Regions from separate parts of the Mus musculus genome. Here region 1 is linked to region 2. A link is a contact called in public Hi-C data. All regions are on one chromosome and are shown on one strand. Each heading gives the region's core, a stretch centred on a gene start, on an enhancer-like site or on the middle of the called end of the contact. The rest is flanking DNA. Distances are from core to core; before and after follow the strand shown.

Region 1 (5,778 bases), core at 90-2,589, 84 kb before region 2:
ATAAATTATAAAGGAATATCCATGAGGTGATGTGGATGCTACAAGAGAGCTGTATGTAATTCTAGAGTTGGAGCACTGAGGAAGCAGCAGCTCTGAGAGTGGATCCTGGAAAGCCCGTAGGTAGGGCGCCATTTGGCACAGGCCCTGAAGCAGGGATAAGCATTCATGTAGAGGGTAATAGGGAGAAAGACACTGCAAGAGGAGAAAATGACCTAAGCACATAGAAAGGCACAAAAATTATCCTGTTCAGGAAGTGCGCTAGCCACTGTCCTGCAGCCCAAATGGGAGGCAAGAATACAGATGGCAAGGCTGATGCCAGGAGACGAGCACTCACGGGATGGCCCCTGGTGTTTCCAACCAGGGAGCTGATGTCATTGTGATTGCACTGTGTGGAAATGGTTTAGTGACAGTCTCCTGAGAGATTTGGAGGGGAGAGTCTAAAAGCGTGCCTGTCAACTCAGAGGCTATCACAATGCAAAATAAATATACATATGCATCCATATATAGTCTAATTGTTAGATTATAGTTGAGAATCAAAGCTTTGAAAACAACATGTCACTCATGAGAACAGGGCTCCTATAATAGAAATTAAATCAGGTTGGCTGCATTTCCTGGTAGCCAAAGCAAAAAGAGAAACTGGGTAAGTTATAAAAAACCAGAGTTCATCAGTAGCCTGTGTTGCCCAGCACTAGAGTCTAAGAAAAATTTCTTAGGATCTTCCACCAACCTCAAATGTTGCCTCCAGATCAAGGGTTCCACACTTGTGTCTTCCCCCCTGCCCTCCTGTGCCAAGACTCATCTTTACTTCCCGATTATCAGATGGCTCTCCCTTGCATGCCCCATAGACATTTCAGACCCACATGGCCAAGTATCGTGCTGTTAGATCTCAGAGTCTGGTTGCCATCTGTCCTCGACATCTTGATAAATGCCTATTTATCATGCTACCCATTACTCTGGCTGCAAGGCAAGGGGTCTACCTCCAGCCCCTTCTCCAACTGAGATCTCAAGACCATTCACCTGGCTGTTTCGTGTCTACCACGTGGTCCTGCCCGTCACCATCTGACACCTTACTTCTGTAGCTTGTTCTCCGGCCAGGATCGCTTCTGCTCCCATCTCCCTCTTTGTTTTCCACACTGGGATCATCGTGATTCTTTAAAGAAAACGAATCAGGCTGCATCATCCCGTTCCCTGCTTTATCAATGGCTTCCTGTCACCCAGAATAGAATTTAAACCCTTTGCCATACTCCCTAAGTTCTAACACCGTTGGGCAGGAAGCTGGAGGCAGGAGCTTTTCAGACCTGCCCCTTCAACGTCTAAGCTCCTTCCAGGCCTCTGTACTCTGCCTTCTCCGCCTGAAGCCTCCAGATCTCTGTCGGCTGGCTCCTGCCTGTGTTTTAGGCATCTGTTTCTTAGCTCATTATTTCTAAAGTGGGCTCCACCCACTTCCCCACCACTCCCCCTCCCTTCCTATCCCGTTGCCTTGTATTGTTTTATAGCATTTGTCACCATCTGAACATCCTGTCCCCTTGTTTACTTCACTCTCTCCCATCCCTATGAGGAGGAAAACTCTGCAGAAGTCCCTGGTCTCTCTAAATTCTAGAACGTTGAAGGTTGCCTAGTGCATAGGGAGGTGACAATCCTAGTCTGCAAGCTGAACTATTAAGGCTCCAGATCAATAAACAAAAGCTCCTAGAATCCTAAAATGATAGCAGATACCCCAGGACAATGGCTGCAGTACAGAATGTTAGGAGCCTTGACAATATCTGGTCCCCCACATGTTCAAGATGATTTTCTAGAGAGGGATCTCAGTCAGGACATCTTTGGCTGCCCAGGAGTAAGAACCATGTTAAAATAAACCAGGCACTGTGGTGAGCACTTAGAATCCTGGTGCCAGCGTGGCAAAGCCAGGCCCATTCTTGGGATTCAACAGCCAACCCAGCCAACCCAGCACACCTCAGGCCAGCGACAGATCTGGTCTCAAAAGACAAGGTGGAAAGCAACTCAAGAACGTCACCAGAAATTGGCCTCTTGTCTCAGCACACACGCACACATCCCCACTCACATATATACCTGTGCACACAGACACAGACGCACACTCGCACAAGACCTTCTAAGCTGTGAGAGAGGTTCATTCGATGAATGAATAGCAGTATCTGGAACTAGGACCCAGGCTTAGTACCACTGCTGGATATTTTGTGATAGGAGGGGTATTAGGTGAAGAAATTCCTCTGCCAGGACACACCTCAGTTTAATTTTGACTCCTGGTATAGCCATTGCACCCTCTTTCAGAAGTGCCCAGGACTAAGTAGCCAGTGGTGACTATCACAATCTCTGTAGCTGTGAAAGAAGCCACTTTGGCCATCCCATCTACCAAAAAGCTGAGCTAGAGAATGCAGCTCTCTTGTCTGGGCCCCATTCAACGTTCTGTTCCTTCTCATTGCTTTATAAGTGTTTCTAGGATACTCCTGCTGTTTAACTACTCAAGTCAGTAAAGCCACATTATGACCACGCAAAGTGGTTTCATGGGTACCATTTGCAATGTAACCCTTTGACTTTTACCTTTGTAGGATCCAGGCTAAAATCCCCGGCGCCAAGAGGCACGCTGAGTAGATGGTCACCCCAGGAGAAGCCGGACATGAGTGGGGGTGTCTGGAGTGGTAACAGCTCTCTCCTTCCTCGTTACTGCAAATTGATTGTTTCCCTTTCCTGGTACCATAATCTTAGAGGCAAACTTTGAGACAGGTGTTTTGAGGCTCTTCCTGTACTCTTAGGATATATGAGCCGCCCCCTCCCCACCCCCGTGTCAAGCACTAAAGTATAGAGTGTGTTAGATGTGGTTTTTGATTTCGTGTTGCTAAAAAAAAAAAAAGAAAAGAAAAGAAAAAAAGTGCATGATGGTGAGAGCCCACGTTCTCCCTCCTCCCTCGATGTCCTCCCCTCTGCAACGCTTCTGTAGCTTCTACTGTCCCTGTGGCTAGGCCTTTCTTGCCAAGTGCGCTGACACATAGTGGATCGCTTATCATGTCCTTGGGTTGCTGGATGGATTCATCTCTAATAACACTATATAGAATTGTAGGCCAATGTTTTAGCATTTCCCCACACACAGAGAACATAAAAATTAATATAAAACAGTTGACCGTACATATGGTGATCCATTTTGTATAACTTAGAATGATCGAATTAAAGAATAAATCCAAAATGAACGCACAGTACTTTTCTCCTATGGGATGCCTGGGCTGATTTACATGTATGGTAACTAAAGGTGCCAGCATGTTGACTTTATTACAATTTGTATTACTTCCTCTGTAGTTCCTAATGGACTCAATCACAGACTCTGGATATTTGCACTTATGTACTTGATACTGAATGCATCAATAAATGTGACTAAATGTAGACATTTCTCTCTGTCTTTAATGATCTTACTGGAAAATGAAAAAAACAGAAAAGTCTTAAAGAGGAAGTCACTTGAGGAGGAGCCACAAGGACTGAGGTCAAGTGTTCAACGTGCTCCCATCTCCAGAACCGCAGGGTCCAGCCCCAGCCTGGGTTACAGCTTCATTGTGTTAATACTAGAAATCACCACAGAAAGGCTATTTCATATTGTACTCTGATGGATCAGCGTGGATATTTTGCAGTTTCTAAAAGTGGTATGAGTCCTTATGTAAACATTTATCATCTTATAAAATACTGGCATAAAACCATTGCAGGCATCACGAACTCTTCCCGTTGACAAGTACCCTTTGAGATCCTGCTGTGTACAGAACAGAATAAATAGGGCACTGGGTCAAAGTCCACAGAGTTCCTGTACCCACCATGCTAAATTTCCCTGTGATAGACCTCTTGTAAAAAAATTATTTGCACTTTTGAGGGAGTGGGGGTAGGGTTCCATGTAGTCCAGGCTATCATCACTCTATTATGTAGCCTCAGATAACCTTGAATTCCTGATCCTTTGGCGTCTACTGTCCAATTGCTCACATTCCACATGAGTGGCCCTGTGGCTGGTTTATGTGGTACTGGGAAGCAGAACCCATGCGTGCTAGGCAAACCCTCTCCTGGGCTTCATCTTCAGTCCTCCCTTTATCCCGTTCTACTTCCTGGGTAGACTCTGAAGTCAGAGAGGAAGAGATAGGAAAGAAGTAGTTGAAATGGCTGTCAATGGGAGGAAAAAAAATCTTCCCTCAGGCATTACAGTTAGGTCTAATTACTTATTTATTTGGCAAAGTGGCATGAAAACAGCAAGGACATCTTGACATTGTGGGAACAGCCATGAAGCTGGCCTCTCGGTTGGGGGTAGAAGGACAGTGCTTATGTGCAAGTACTAACTACCCAAAGGATACTGTGAAACCAGAGCTGCCGTTCAAGCTCCAGCCCAGAGAAAGATACTCAGGGAAGCTGAACTGTGTGGCTGAGTTCTGAGCTTCAGCAGGATTAAGGAAGAACCAAGACAAGGAAGAATATGGCATATGTAGAAAATGGTCAACAGTAAGCCAAGCTGGGTGGGTGGGGCTTGTAGGAATGGCAATGCCAAGTCAATTCTTTCACTGAAAGTGATGGAGGATTTGGGGCTTTAGGCTTTAATTCTGGGTCACATAAACACAATGGGGTTGCTGGGCACTGGAGATTGATATAGGGGATCACTGTCACAGGAGTCTAACACAAACAGGTATCAGTGGAGCCATGGTGACAAAGGAAAGAAGGCATCCAGCATTCAGCTTTCTCCTGACTAACATGTCAATCACCCACATGGGTAGGGGAGTACCTAAGAGATAATGCGGAGGATGATTGGACGGAAGATGGTGATTGATTTGATGTAGAGCTTCAAGACCAAAGTTTGCCTTGAGAATGGCTGCCTGCTTGTATTTCACAACCTAGGCAATTTGCTGTCCTCTCTCTAACCCCAGAGCTTTATAAAGCCAGTTGAGTAAGAGAATGCACCGTTTTCCACCTGAAGAGCCCAGAAGAACTGGATTGGGAAAGGAAGATAATAAGCCTAAATTGGTGCCTGATTCTTGGTTTGTTTGTTTGTTTGTTTGTTTGTTTGTTTGTTTTTTAATGTTTAACGATACAGAATAAGAGTTAATGGGCTAAGCTCGTAGAGCCCGGTCACACATCATATGTTTACCTGTTGAGGGCCTGGCCTCAATATCCAACACCCAAAGGAAAAAATAGAATATACTCTAAATAAAAGGTTGTATTGTTTCCGTAGGTTACCAATGTCAAGCCTTTGAGAACACAGTTTCAAAGTCTTAGGTTGTAGATTCTAGGTGGTTTTATTGTACAGAACTGACCATCAATATCACTGGTCACGGGATTTCATTTTTCCAGTTGGTCTAGAATTCCTTTCCCACCTCACTGAGAGGATCTAATTAAGCGGTGCATTTGGTAGCTGTGGTGAAGATGCCTGAGAGGAAAGAATCAGGCTCACAGAAATGATTGACATGAATGTAAGATTTGATAGGACTTTGGGCGTGTCACATGTTGTCATATATTGGGAGTACTGGCTAATGTGATAACGGACAGAGTGGAAATAGAGTGGAGACCCAGTGGGCAGCAAGGAGAGCGGCTAGGAGCCCAGAGCAAATGAGACCATTCCGACTGTGAATCATAAAACCTTGGCCACCTCTGAAGGAGGTAAGTGGGCAGAAGTAGACACATGACAAGGTACTGTATGCATCATGGAGCATTCCAGCAATAAAGGTGGTGGGACATGACACATCTTTTGCTCTTTCTCTGCTCACATTTAAATGAGGGGGTATTTTATACTATTCAACTACACCT
Region 2 (5,538 bases), core at 1,351-3,850:
GTTTTATGTGTAGGCAACAAACTCATTAAAGAGAGGTGAAATTGTGAACAAACTTAGGGATCTAGCAGACTATTAAATCATTTCAAACAGACTAGTAACATAGACACGGTTGTTTCTGGTTGATTTAATTGCATCTTGATTATTTTCATCTGTATTTCTGGTCTTCAAACACTTACGTAACAACCAGCATTTAACTTTATGAGTATTTCTGTCTTTAAAAAGACACAAAGTAGCCTTTTACCTAAGTGGTTTTTTATTCATTTCTGTACCAAGCCCGGTACTGGGAGGCAAATAGACGCATAGATTTCTGCTGCTGTGATGGAATCTTTGCATTTTCTTTCTGCCTATCACAAGAAAGCCTCACAGACTTAAGACCTTCCCTTAGTTCAAGAACTTGTCTCATGGTTTTGTGTTCTGTATTGTACAAAGTTAGAACTGTCAAGAATGCAGAGTTCCTCAAGAGCATGTTGATCTTGATCCCTCCCTCCTGTGGTCCTATTGTTTGCTCCTGTCATGGTCCCTGGGCAGCAAGCCTTACTGACTGTGTCGTGTTAGAGTTCTGACTTTCTATGCCCTTTGCAAATGACTATACCCTTTCCTTGATACAACCTCCCCTCCATTCTTGCCATCCACATTCCTCCCTATTCACTGTTAGCCTCACAGAATCTGTGTGCTGTTGCTTCCCTAGACTCTGCCGTTCCATCCTTGGATATTAAACCCAAGGCTTATAGGAGCAGTTCCAATGCCCTGCTATAAAACGGCCACTAAAACTTTTAGTTGTTTTACAATTAGCCATACTCATTTTAAGAAATACTTTCTAATGTATTTGAAAACTACAAATATAAAATTCAATATATGTATACTTCTTGTTTTCAGAGCATCACGGGAAGCATATGGAAGACAAATAGAAGTCATGGCTAAAAATCGGCAAAGAGAAATTCAGAGATGGTAATGTGTGCATATGTGTGTTTGTGTCAGTAGTATATGTTACAAATAATTCCAATAGAATTAATATCCTGGGGCTGGCAAGATGGCTCAGCGGGTAAGAGCACTCACTGACTGCTCTTTCAAAGGTCCTGAGTTCAATTCCCAGCAACCATATGGCTCACAATCACCTGTAATGAGATCTGATGCCCTCTTCTGGTGCATCTGAAGACAGCTACAGTGTACTATGTATAATAATAAATAAATCTTTGGGCCAGAGCAAGCAGAGACTGAGCCTACTGGAGTGAGAGGGGTCAAGAGAGGGGCCAACCGAAGTGAGCAGAGGTCCTAAAAATTCAATTCCCAACAACCACATGAAAGCTCACAACCATCTGTACACCTATAGTGTACTCACATATGTAAAATAAATAAATGAACCTTTAAAAAAAAAGAATTACTATCCTATGTTAAATTTTATATAAATTCACTCTGATCTAGATGTGTTAGATTGTTTTGGATCTTGGTGGTTGTTGTTGTTGTTGTTGTTGTTGTTGTTGTTGTTGTTGTTTTGTATCCCATCCCGCGGGATTCAGTTATTCATGAGTGTGAGGGGGACCGCAAACCTGGAAGGAAATGGGAGGAAGGGGAAGGAAAGCAGGAGACCAAGAAGATGGTACCTATCAAGGTCTCATTTATTAGGCTGAGGTGCCTTGTTTTAAAGCATACATCGTGGGGAATAGGGAGGGGTTGAGGGGGAATTTTACAAAGAACAAAGAAGTGGGCATCTGCTGACATGGGGACCGAAGTCAGGTGCCAGGCAGCGGGCACTCTGCATCTTATCTCCGGAACATAGATCCTCCTTGACAGCCTTGGGTGTCAGGCCGGGCTCAGGCGTAACTCATGTCCTTGGATGGCATGGGAGTTCAGGAAGAGATAGGGAAGAGGGGACTATAATTCAGCTTTTACAGCTTCAGGTGCTAGGAAGGGAATAGGGAGGAGGGAGTGATAACCAGCTCCTAGCACGAGGTCATTTGGCCTGTCAGGGAGATTGTGAAGGGCTCGCTTTCTCACGGGATGGTCTCTGACAGTTTTGGTTTTTCATTGAAAAAGAAACAAACAAAAAACCCAGAGTTTCCCATCTCAATTGAGGGAAATCATCAAAGATTAAGATTGCCATTATTGGTACAATGTTTGCTGTCCATCCAGACTTCTGTGCCAATTTATAGTAAGGGTAATATGAGGAACAATAGTTAGGGTCACAGACTTTCATGTGGACCACTCTTCCTTAGTAGTCCTAACAGTGGCTTGGTTAATCTCTTCTCATTACTCCCACAGTGAAGCTGGTAATGATGGTGGTCCCCTCCATCAAAAGTATGTAGATCAATGTACCCAGTAAGCAGTCCCTAGCCCTTAGATATATGCTATTAATATTGTTACTATTAATGTTATAATTTATAAAATTCAAATTGTACATCTATACCATTCTTCAAAGATACAGCTGTGGTAGAGAGAAAAGTTTGAGAATCTAAAATCTTAAAGTTTCTCATTTGCACTTTGGGCGGTTCCATGACTATTTCTGCCCATGCCGCTCCTTTCTCTGCCTTCCCTGGAGACTGCCTCGTTTCCTTCCTCCCAGTGTGGTTTCTGCACTGTGCTGTTGGGCATCAGACACACCACTCACTCAGACAGTGCTTACAGTGCGGAGGCAACACGCGTTCTGCCTTCTGACTCAGTTAGCATCTACGGTGTAGTTCGCTTGACGGCCCACGGGATGCTGTAAAATTGTGGTTGGACTGGTTTTGCTTTGTGTTTTGGGGAAACCACTGTGCCAATATAATTAATGGTCATTCTATTCTGTTTCCATCTCTAGTGTCATAAATCAGTGGAGAATATTCTGTACGAGAAAAAGACACGCACATTGGCTACAGAAGATAAAGCTGTCCTTGAAAAAAATTATAATTCAAATTGAGATTGTAGAGCAAAAGCGATTTCAATTGCTTGAAGAGGTAAGGGAACAGAAAGTGTTTAGAATTATGCTAATCCCCGACACAGAAATGAGTCACACCCATTTCAATACTGAAGTAAACCTTATTTTACTAAAAGATATTTTCCTTTCTCCTGATTTGATGGTTAGAGTGGATTTTTTTTTCTTTCTTCAGAGATCTATCCATTTAGTGTGTGTTAACTGGAGATGTTTAGATCTTTTTATTTCATTACATTTATTTATTTATTTATTTATTTATTTATTTATTTATTTATGTGTGTATGAACATATGCTGGAGCGAAGGGTAGAGGACAACTTCAAGGGATTGGCTTTCTCCTTCCACCATTTAAGTCCCAGAAATAAAACTCAAGTCACCAGGCATGGGGGCAAGAGTGCCTACCTGTGAAACCATCTAGCTGGTCCAAGAGATTAAGGAAATGAAGGACTAGTGCTCTAGGTGTGTGTCTTTGAGGCATGGAAGCAGGTCCTTGCTTCCCAAGCATCCTTCACCACTCCCATACGTACCCTTTGGATACAGCGGCTAATCCCTTTAGATACAAATTGGTGGGCAACAAAGCACTGGAGGAAAAAGATCACCCTCCTTAGTGCCTGCTGAGACATCCCACAGTTTATCAGGCCATTTAGAAATGTAAGACTAACCACGACACAAGCAATGACAGATCCCATTTCCCTCTGACTAGACGAAGCATAGAAAGAAGGAGATTAATCATTTTGTGCACCTAATTGAAACACTTAAGGAGCAGCTAGCGCAAGACAAGAAGGACTATGTCAAAAAAGAAGAAAGGTTAATCGAAGAACTAGGCACCTATGAGGTAAGCGTTGGTTTGTGTGCGTGGATGCTTTTGGAGGATTCTGTGAGGGAAGGAGAGACACTGTGTGTGACCATGATCGTGCAAATGTAAACTAAACCTTCCGGTATGAGCCAAGGCAAGACCACAGTCCGTTTCACATGTTTCTCCTTTTTCTGAAAAAGAAACAGAAATAGGATACTTTTTTTTTTCTGAGTTAAAAGCAAAACAAAACCCACCCACATGTACTTCAAATGTTGCCAAGCAACAGACAATTCTCCCAGCTAGGAGGGGGCAGTTGTTTAGAAAGCCTGTGGGAACTGTCCTGATAAAGCAAGGAGCAGGTCAGAGAGGAGATCTCAGAACCCCTTAAGAATTTTCAAAAGCCTCTAGCTGCATATGTATCAAAAGATGGCCTAGTCGGCCATCACTGGAAAGAGAGGCCCATTGGACACGCAAACTTTATATGCCCCAGTACAGGGGAACACCAGGGCCAAAAAGGGGGAGTGGGTGGGTAGGGGAGTGGGGGTGGGTGGGTATGGGGGACTTTCGATATAGCATTGGAAATGTAAATGAGCTAAATACCTAATAAAAAATGGGGAAAAAAAGAAAAAAAAAAGAAATATGAATAACACACACACACACACACAAAAAAGAATTTTCAAAAGCCAACCCGGGGTAAACTAAGAGATATTAAAGAAAGTAGAGACAACAGACATTGAACACATCCAGGCAAGCTTCCAGACGCTGTGGACTGACTGCACACATGCCCCCAGACTGCCTCCCACCCCACTCCTCCCATCCAGGTAAGGGCGCATGTATGATTCTCAAGACAGATGTAACTTTCCTCCAAACTGTGGTGGACCTGCTTTCTAACTGTTGGCGAAGCTCTACATACTACACTGACATTTGTTTTGCTTTTAATTTACAGTGGGCTGGATATTATATTATTTATTTTTCTACTGCTGTGATAAAATACCACGACTGTGGTAACTTATAAAAGGAAAGTTTAATTAGCTCTCAATTCCTGGGAAGGGGGTGGGGGGACTCCATTCTGGGGGAAGGCGTGGCAACCAGTGAGAGGCAGGAGCGCAGAGGCAGGGAGTTGAGAGGCAACCTCTCGGGCCAAAAGCAGGAAGCAGAAAGAACAAGCAGAAAGTAGGGCAAGGCTAAGGTAAGATCTCAAAGCCTGTCCCAGTGATAAACTTCCTGAAGAAAGCTATTCCTAAACCTCTCAATTCACACTGGGGACCAAGGACTCCGAAGCCCAAGACTGTGGGGGACATTTTCATTCAAACTACCAGAAATATATTAATTAGTTTTCCTTTACTGTGGTGAATACATAAGAGAAGGACTTAAAAGAAAGAAATAATAATAATAATAAAAATTGCTTATGGTTTCAGAAGTTCAAGTCCATGGCTTATTCCATTGTTATAAGCTTGTGATGAGGCAGACTAACATGGCCTCAAGAGCCTGCGTAGAACAAAGTCGAATATGTCCTTGTCTTAGTCAGGGTTTCTATTCCTGGACAAAACATCATGACCAAGAAGCAAGTTGGGGAGGAAAGGGTTTATTCAGCTTACATTTCCACATTGTTGTTCATCACTGAAAGAAGTCGGGACTGGAACTCAAGCAGGTCAGGGAGCAGGAGCTGATGCAGAGGCCATGGAGGGACGTTCTTTACTGGCTTGCTTCCCCTGGCTTGCTCAGCCTGTTCTCTTATAGAACCAAGACTGCCAGCCCAGAGATGGTCCCACCCACAAGGGGCCTTTCCCCCTTGATCACTAATTGATAAAATGCCTGACAGTTGTATCTCATGGA

The links. A called contact is a pair of places that touch in the nucleus more often than the background predicts.
Region 1: a contact with region 2 is called in a Hi-C map of cerebral cortex, with 1.9 times the contacts expected there. The contact joins two enhancer-like sites. A contact is called at or near these places in 6 of 39 promoter capture datasets (the 3T3-L1 cell line, 3T3-L1-derived adipocytes, cranial neural crest and 2 more), 5 of 484 Hi-C or Micro-C datasets (the 63-12 cell line, cerebral cortex, embryonic somatosensory cortex and 2 more), 6 of 115 datasets of contacts at active chromatin or transcription factors (embryonic forebrain, embryonic stem cells, neural progenitor cells and 1 more) and 1 of 9 other capture datasets (embryonic stem cells).

Annotation. Positions count from the first base shown.
Region 1 is chr12:72,209,367-72,215,144 of GRCm38.p6, reverse strand. It overlaps Rtn1 (reticulon 1), which reads left to right. Exons shown (of 9, transcript NM_153457.7): 9 at 2,568-3,396. The coding sequence ends at 2,610. Among named protein-coding and RNA genes, the nearest start is that of Ccdc175, 27 kb to the right of the region's middle. Within about 2 kb of position 1,339, at least 9 of the 459 cell types and tissues checked have an H3K27ac peak or open chromatin away from gene starts, as enhancers often do. A contact at or near this core is called in cerebral cortex, where this site is marked.
Region 2 is chr12:72,126,478-72,132,015 of GRCm38.p6, reverse strand. Ccdc175 (coiled-coil domain containing 175) reads left to right here. Exons shown (of 21, transcript NM_028687.1): 11 at 877-948; 12 at 2,795-2,930; 13 at 3,610-3,741. Among named protein-coding and RNA genes, the nearest start is that of Jkamp, 43 kb to the right of the region's middle. Within about 2 kb of position 2,600, at least 5 of the 459 cell types and tissues checked have an H3K27ac peak or open chromatin away from gene starts, as enhancers often do. A contact at or near this core is called in cerebral cortex, where this site is marked.